2 separate regions of the Mus musculus genome follow, and region 2 is linked to region 1. The links are chromatin contacts, called in public promoter capture Hi-C maps. All regions are on one chromosome and are shown on one strand. Each heading gives the region's core, a stretch centred on a gene start, on an enhancer-like site or on the middle of the called end of the contact. The rest is flanking DNA. Distances are from core to core; before and after follow the strand shown. Region 1 has its middle 4.6 kb from the start of Gm1070. Region 2 holds the start of Mrpl35 (mitochondrial ribosomal protein L35).

Evidence for each region. Promoter capture Hi-C pulls out the DNA fragments that hold promoters and counts their contacts.
Region 2: a promoter capture Hi-C map of trophoblast stem cells shows a contact between it and region 1, with 5 times the contacts expected there. The contact joins the promoter of Mrpl35 here to the enhancer-like site in region 1. A contact is called at or near these places in 13 of 39 promoter capture datasets (the C10 cell line, the HPC-7 cell line, cranial neural crest and 9 more), 3 of 484 Hi-C or Micro-C datasets (the C10 cell line, embryonic stem cells and stem cell-derived motor neurons), 19 of 115 datasets of contacts at active chromatin or transcription factors (the 230-238 cell line, bone marrow-derived dendritic cells, embryonic stem cells and 6 more) and 2 of 9 other capture datasets (adipose tissue and liver).

Annotation. Positions count from the first base shown.
Region 1 is chr6:71,287,157-71,291,209 of GRCm38.p6, forward strand. No RefSeq gene overlaps it. Among named protein-coding and RNA genes, the nearest start is that of Gm1070, 4.6 kb to the right of the region's middle. Within about 2 kb of position 2,220, at least 1 of the 459 cell types and tissues checked has an H3K27ac peak or open chromatin away from gene starts, as enhancers often do. A contact at or near this core is called in trophoblast stem cells, where this site is marked.
Region 2 is chr6:71,821,463-71,825,391 of GRCm38.p6, forward strand. It overlaps Mrpl35 (mitochondrial ribosomal protein L35), which reads right to left and starts at 2,322. Exons shown (of 4, transcript NM_025430.3): 1 at 2,254-2,322. The coding sequence starts at 2,296.

The sequences.
Region 1 (4,053 bases), core at 970-3,469:
AATACATGCAGTATACCAGCAAAACATTCATTTACAAAATAATGAGAAGACAAAAACCTGCAGCCATTGACCCAGCTCCAAACAAGTATAACCTGAGGGCCCACACCAGACATATCCTTAGCATCAATAGGCAAAATGGTGTGGACACATACACCTATCAGGATCTTCACAGGTTGCTTTTATATTCTTTCTCGCCCCATACACAAAAAGATAGATAGATGATAGATAGATAGATAGATAGATAGATAGATAGATAGATAGATAGAATTTAAAAAAAAAATAGAAGGGCTGGAGAGATGGCTCAGCGGTTAAGAGCACTGACTGCTCTACCAGAGGTCCTGAGTTCAATTCCCAGCAACCACATGGTGGCTCACAACCATGTGTAATGGGACCTGATGCCCTCTTCTAGTGTGCCTGAAGAGAGCAATGGTGGACCCATTAAATAAATAAATCTTTTTTAAAAAGGAAAACAATAGAAGAGAATAAAGGGTCTCAGTCCAGGTTGCCTAAAGATGACCTTAAACACCTGATATTCTGCCTCCACTTCCCAAGTGCTAGAATTGCAGGCATGCTTCACTATGCCTAACCAATCGTGTGTCTTTATCAGGTTTTGGTAGGTTTAGTATTGGTGTTATAGAATTAATTTGAGGGGAGTTTCACAAAATAGTTGGAGAAGTACTCATAGTAATTCTTTAAAAGCCTGGTAAAATTTAATAGTGAGTCAATATGTCCCATGCAGGCTTGGGGCAGGTGGATTTCTGAGTTTGAGGCCAGCGTGGTCTGAGTTCCAGGATAGCCAGGGCTAGACAGAGAAACCCTGTCTCAATAAAAAAACAAAACAAAAAGAAAGAAAAATGTCCCAAGCTTTCTTTGTTAGGAGGCAAAATTATGTCTCTGTAGGGTTGTACCTACCAAAACATAAGTGATTAAAAACAAACAAACAAAAAACCCACTATAGGCTAAGCATGGTGGCACACACATTTGATCCCAGCACTCAATAGGCAGCATCTTAGATTTCTGTGATTTCCAGGCCAGGCTAGCCTATGTGGTAAGCTCTGGTATACTCAGGCTATGTAGAAAGACCTTATCTAAGAAAAGAAAGAAGAAAGTAAGCTATAAAGTGGTATTGCTGATAAATATAAATGCAAAAATTTTAAAAAAAAGGTTGCAAATTAAATTGAACAGCATACTTAAATGTACACCATGATCAAGTTGGTTTTGATTAGAAGTGCAAGGATGGTTCAATATACACAAATTAACATAGTACAATTAAATAGAATTTATGATAAGGGAAAATTATGTAATTGAGCATGATGGAGCTAACCCAAAAACTTGTGAGGTAGAGGCAGAGGACCAGAAGAATAAAGTATCTCTGTCTGCTTTCTGGAAAATGGTTCTAGGATGAGTCAGTGGATGACAGATGAACAAGGGGCTAGGTAGGCTTGAGAGTACATATAATTGTGTCACCTGGGTAATGAAGGCAGGAGGATTAGGAGGTCAATGTGAGCTTTGGGTACAGGGTAAATTCAAAGCCAGCTTGGGCTACATGAGACATTTCAAATAAGTAGCAAGTAGTTGTTAAGTATATGCTTATAATCTCAATACTTGGGAGTCTAAGGCAGGAGGAATATGAGTTCTAGTCAAACCTAAGATACACAGCAAGAACATGCCATCTTAAGAAACAGCATTCAAAAATAAGTCTTTTTTTTTAAATGTATCAACAATGAGCAACCAAAAAAGGACGATAATTCTATTCAAAATATCCTTTAAAATAGGAATACATTTGAAAGAAAGTAAAGACCTTTACAATAAAACTTGTAAATAGAGTTGATAAGATGGCCTTGCCAGTAAGGGACTTGCCAATATGCTTGACAACCTGTGTTTGAACCCCTGAACCCATAAGACAGAATGAAAGAATCAATTTCGATAAGTTGTTCTCTGACTTTCAAATGCACACCATAGGGGACACACACACTCACAGAGAAATGTGTGAGGAGAGTTTATTTTTTCCAAAACTGTTTTTATACCATTTTAATTACATGCAAGTAATAAGGTCAATTCTAGGTTAAGGAAATAACACACAATAAATCCAAATAGTTAAGGGATAGGCAAGGCAATAAAAGTCCCATGATCACACCTGTGATCAATGTTACTAAAGGCTTATTAGGATGACCAAGATATCTAAGCCTACTTCCCTGTTCTAGCCCAAAATCAGAATCTTGCCTGAAGCCTACTTCTTTGTTCTAGTCTAAAATTAGACTCCTGCCTGAGCTTACTTCCTTGTCATAGCGAGATGTCAGATTCCTGCCTGACGCCCATTTCCTTGTCATTGGCCAAAGTCGGACTCCTGCCAAGAGGCCCTCAAAGCTCTCCACAGAGATGTAAAAATAAATTTAAAAAATTTTTTTAAAGATTTTATTGGGCTGGCGAGATGGCTCAGCGGGTAACAGCACTGACTGCTCTTCCGAAGGTCCTGAGTTCAAATCCCAGCAACCACATGGTGGTGGCACACAACCACCCTTAATGAGATCTGATGCCCTCTTCCGGTGCGTTTGAAGTCAGCTACAGTGTACTTACGTATAATAAATAAATAAATCTTTTTAAAAAAAAAAAAACAATCAGTGCTCTTAACCGTTGAGCCATCTCTCCAGCCCATAAAGATAAGTTCTAATAAAAAAAAAAACCAAAAAAAAAAACCAAAAAAAAAAAAAAAAGGCCCGGGCAGTGGTGGCACACACCTTTAATCCCAGTGCTTGGGAGGCAGAGGCAGGCAGATTTTTGAGTTCGAGGCCAGCCTGGTCTACAGAGTAAGTTCCAGGACAGCTAGGGCTACACAGAGAAACCCTGTCTCAAAAAAAAAAAAAAAAAAAAAAAAAAAAAGAGGGCTGGTAAGATGGCTCAGTGGGTAAGAGCACCCGACTGCTCTTCCGAAGGTCCAAAGTTCAAATTCCAGCAACCACATGGTGGCTCACAACCATCCATAATGAGAACTGACTCCCTCTTCTCGGGTGTCTGAAGACAGCTACAGTGTACTTACATATAATAAAAATAAATAAAAGAAAGAAAGAAAGAAAGAAAGAAAGAGAGAGAGAGAGAGAGAGAGAGAGAGAAAAAAAAACCCACTAGGTTAGGATTTTTTCTACTGTGAACAGATACCATGACCAAGGCAACTCTTATAATAACAATATTTAATTTGGGCTAGCTTATAGATTCAGTCCATTATCATCAAAGTAGGAGCATGGCAGCATCCAGGCAGGCATGGTGTAGGAGGAGCTCTGGCATCTCTAACATCTTAGGGTATCCAAGGAAACTTGAATGCTACAGCTTCTTATTCCAATAATTGGAATCCACACATGATTATCTGAGCTCCTTCACAGGTCTTGGGTCACTTCTCCAGCTCTGCCATCTGTAGGACTCTAAGCACTGGTTGACTCCACTCTACTGCTGTTGCTGATCTTGGTGGTCATCACATGGTACTGGCATTTCCAATAGGCTTCCAGGTCTCTTCTGCTGCAACTATGCTTCATCAATATCCTCTCATAGGCTCCCTTCATGGTGCCAAGCCTCAAGCATGACTCCTTCAGTCCTAGACCATCAATTGTAACTGAGGCTACACCACCGTGCCAAGACTCAGCTGCATTCTATGACCCCTCATGCCTTCCAAACCACTACCTGGGTGATTCTTACACATTACCAAGCCTGGCTGAAGCAAAAGGTACAACCTTAGCTATCTCTGGAACACACTCTCAGAAAATACTTCCTAGAAGATTTCACCTCAGGAATCCTGGTCTCTTCTTAATCACCACTAATTTCTTAGCTCCAGCTAGTCAGTATCAATTGTCCCAGTAGTCCCTTCTATTCTTGACTCTAAAGCCAGAGCCACGTGACCAAAGCTGCCAAGTTTTGCTGCTTGCTAGAGCTGGAGCATGACCCCCTTGTTCTATTACATTATCACCAGCTTTCTGTTTTCCAATTCCTTCACTGCCTAAGCTTCACTGTCCTGAAACTTGCTCTGTAGATTGACCTTGAACTCAGATCTGCATGGCTGTATCT
Region 2 (3,929 bases), core at 1,072-3,571, 530 kb after region 1:
TTTTTAATGTATAAAAACCCCTGCCTGAGACCTGCAAAATGCACTCAGATTCAAACTGCCTCTGTGTTTGTTTCTGTTTGTCCCCGCAAAATCCTTACCCACTTAGCTTTCCGGGACCCTCATTCCAGGGACCGCCATACCCGACTGGGGTGGTCTGTGGCAGAAACCCAGGCTCTAAAAGAAGGATTACTCCTGAGAGCAATCTCAGACATGTGCCTGCATGCACACACATGTGTATATGCCCACATATACAAACATTGCCACAAATACAAATATACTAAATTGTATTTCAATGAAGTTAGCTTTAAGAAAAACAAAAAACAAACAAACAAACAAAAAAAAAAAAAAAGGAAAGGCCAAGCCTGGCATGTTGGTAATATGCTAGTAAGTTCCGTGTGCAAGAGGCTAAAGCAGACCAGAGTTCACATCTAGCATGGGCTACAGGAAATGCTATCTCAAAAAGACAGACACCAGCAACAATTTGATCTGGGTGTAGGGTCCTATGCCTGCAACCTCAGCACTCCAGAGACAAGGGCAAGAGAATCCCAAGTACCAGACCGACATGACTATTAATACAGCATGTTCCTGGTTAACCTGGGCTGCATAGTGAGACCTTTCCTCAAAGCAACAACAAAAGCTCTACCAAGTTGCATCTACCTAATCTGATGCAAGACTTAGACCACTCCACTGTCTTCTCTACTGATCTCACCAAACAAATGGGGCAGTGTGGTGAGTAAGGGACAGGTTTGAGCCAGACTAGTATTCATTTCAGCTCCTACTAACGAGTGGTGTGAACAGGAACAACTTCCTTAACCTCTCTATGCTCATTTCCTCAACTTTAAATTAGCTAATTATGGAGAGGATTACATGAGATAATATACTAAAATGATTAAGAGGCCTAAGCTTGAAGAAAACATCGAAACAATGCTAACACCAGATAAAGATGTGCTGAAGAAAAGCAGGTTTGGGAGTCCAAGCACCTAAAATCTCAGCATGTGGAAGCTAAGGAGGACTGAGAGTTTAAGACCAGACTGGGCTCCATAATGAGGCCTTGTCTCATTAAAAAAAAAAAAAAAAAGAATTTAAAGGTTGTGATGGTGGTGGTAGTGGTGGTAGAGGAGGAGGAAGAAGAGTAGGAAGAGGGTTAGAGAGATGGCTTAGCAGTTAAAAGCACCAACTGCTCTTCCAAAGGTCCTGAATTCAATTCCCAGCAACTACATAGTGGCTCACAACCACCTGTAATGGGATCTTCAGGTGTGTCTGAAGAGAGCGACAGTGTACTTACATAAATAAAATTTTTAAATCTTAAAAAAGAAAAGAAGATACAGCAGTCAGAAATCAAAAGGGTTCACACACACACACACTGGAGTAAATAAAAACCAGACATTACACTAGACATATTGTATATAAATTAATGTAAAGTTCAAAACTAGACAAAATATGCTTTTGAGAGATGAAGGTATAGTTGCTCAAGTGGCTATGGGAATAATGACCGGGGCAATGCACGGGGTGGAAAGGGGCTTGGCTTGAACTGGTGTTAGTTACACGTATGTCCCCTAATATAAACTTTTTATATACACATTTCATAACTCACAAAAGTTCCATTTTTAAGCTCTAATACCTGGAAATTTTATATGGTTACTTTTTTCCCTCTTGGTCCTCTGCCTATTTTTCCACAAATGTTATCTCTACAGTATAAGTTGTGTGCAAGTCGCTTACTGATCACCCCTATCATACTTGAGTACTTTTAATTTCCTATCTGGTTCTGCCTTCACTCCTAAAGCCCGCCCCGCTACCATCAGAGGGGTGTACTTCAAAACGAATTTGACCAGGCTCCTGGTAATTACACACGGTTCTCAAGGAGACCAGATACTCGATGCTTTACACACTTGTTTAACCCACAGGTAGGAGGAAGCCCCATTTTACCGCTAGAGAACCAAAATACTCAGAGAAATTATATGACTCTCAAGGTCAAAGTTGAGAGAGGTGGTTGAACCTCTAAATCAGATTTTTTAAAAAAGCGGACTTTTGGGTGTCACCCTCACCTCCTCTACCTCAGTCTCGGGTGTGCTTCCTAGGGCAGGGTGGATCCAGTGAACGCGGGTCATGGGCACTACACTGTGCAAGGTATCGCGCAGCAAACCTCCGACCTCAAGTCATCTTGTTTTTCTTTCCTCGTTAACATCCAAACTAAATTCCCACTCCCTCCCGCGCCGACCCTCTTCTCAGTGAAGCTGTCAATAGAACACTGACCTGAGGCAGCTCTCACGGCGCCCGTGAAGATGGAAGCCGCCATCTTGCAGCCTGCCTACGGTGGCCGCAGTGGACTCAAAGTTACAAAGCAAAAGGATAAGAAACGTGGAGGAGGCGGAACTAAAGGGAACAGGCGTGGCCAAGGTTGAGCTCTTTGAACCTTGCCTTTCTGCCCTAAACCACCGTCTTCTTAATTACTTATTTTGCCTTTATGTTTGGGTTCGCGCACGACCCTGCGTGCTTATGGGGGTTAGAGAAAAACTTGCAGGAGTTGGTACTGTCTAAACTTTTGTTTGTTTGCTTTTGTTTTGTTTGAGACAGGTTTTGGGGGTTTTGTTTGTTTGTTTGTTGTTGTGTGTTTTGTTTTGTTTTGTTTTGTTTTAGATTTATGTATGTAGCCCTGGTTGACCTGGAACTAGCTCTATAGACCTAAGCTGGCCTCGAACTCACAGAGACCCGCTGCTGGGATTAAAAGTGAGAGCTACACTCCTCCCCTATACCCCAACTCAACTTCCCCATTTTTGAGACAAGGTCTTCCAAGATCCCGAAGGTGACTTGGGACTCCTGTACTCCAAGTGACCTTACTGCCAGTATAGATATGATAACAAGGATTACAGGCTCTGCTGCTGAGCCAGCATGGATTGTGTAAAGACACTTAAAACGAAAATAAAAAAGCAAAAATTAAGGTGAAAAGGGAAGAGAAAAGTCCAAAATAACAAGAAAAACAAACACCCCACAAATCTCATTTAGAGAGTGGCGGTTCAATTTTTGGCTTCAGGACTCTTACACTCTATTGAGGAACTAGTAGTGGTGGCTACACCTAGGGTAACAGCTCCATAGCAGGTTGAGGCTTGAAGACCTCAGAAAATTATTGAAAATTCAAAGAGCTTTAACTTATATGGTTATATCTACTGGTATTTGTTATACTAAAACTTAAAATTGGGAAAAATAGGGGGCTGGAGAGATGGCTCAACTTTTAAGAGCACTGACTGCTCTTCCGAAGGTCCTGAGTTCAAATCCCAGCAACCACATGGTTGCTTACAATCATCTGTAATGAAATCTGATGCCCTCTTCTGGGGCTGTCTGAAGACAATTACAGTGTACTTATATATAATAATAAATAAATCTTGAAAAAAAAAAACTCAGTTGTCTTTTTCCTACTGCTGCTACAAAAACTATGACAAACTCAGTGACTTAAATGCCATAAATTCACTATCAGAGTTTTGTAGGCCAGAAATCTAAGATAAATTCCAAGGACTAAAAATCAAGTTATACTAAGGCTGTGATTCTTCTGGAAGCTCTAGAAGAGAAGTCCTTTCTCTTGCTTTTTTCCAGTTTCTAGAAAATGTCTGAAATCCTTGGCTCATGAACACTTTTGTATTTATTTATTTATTTATTTATTTATTGTTTTGCTGCATAAACATCCACAGGCTAGAAGAAGGCATCATATCCCCTTCTGGTTGTGAGTCACCATGTGTCATTGTAAGTCCTCATGTGGTTTCTGGAAATTGAACTCAGGACCTCTGGAAGAGCAGCAAGTGCTCTTAACCGCTGAGCCATCTCTCCAGCCCCTAGTTTTGTATTTTGCAAAGACAGTGTCTTATTCCTCCCATCCTCCTTCAATCTTATAATCATACTTGACCTACCCAGATAATAAAAAGTGGTATTCTCATCTC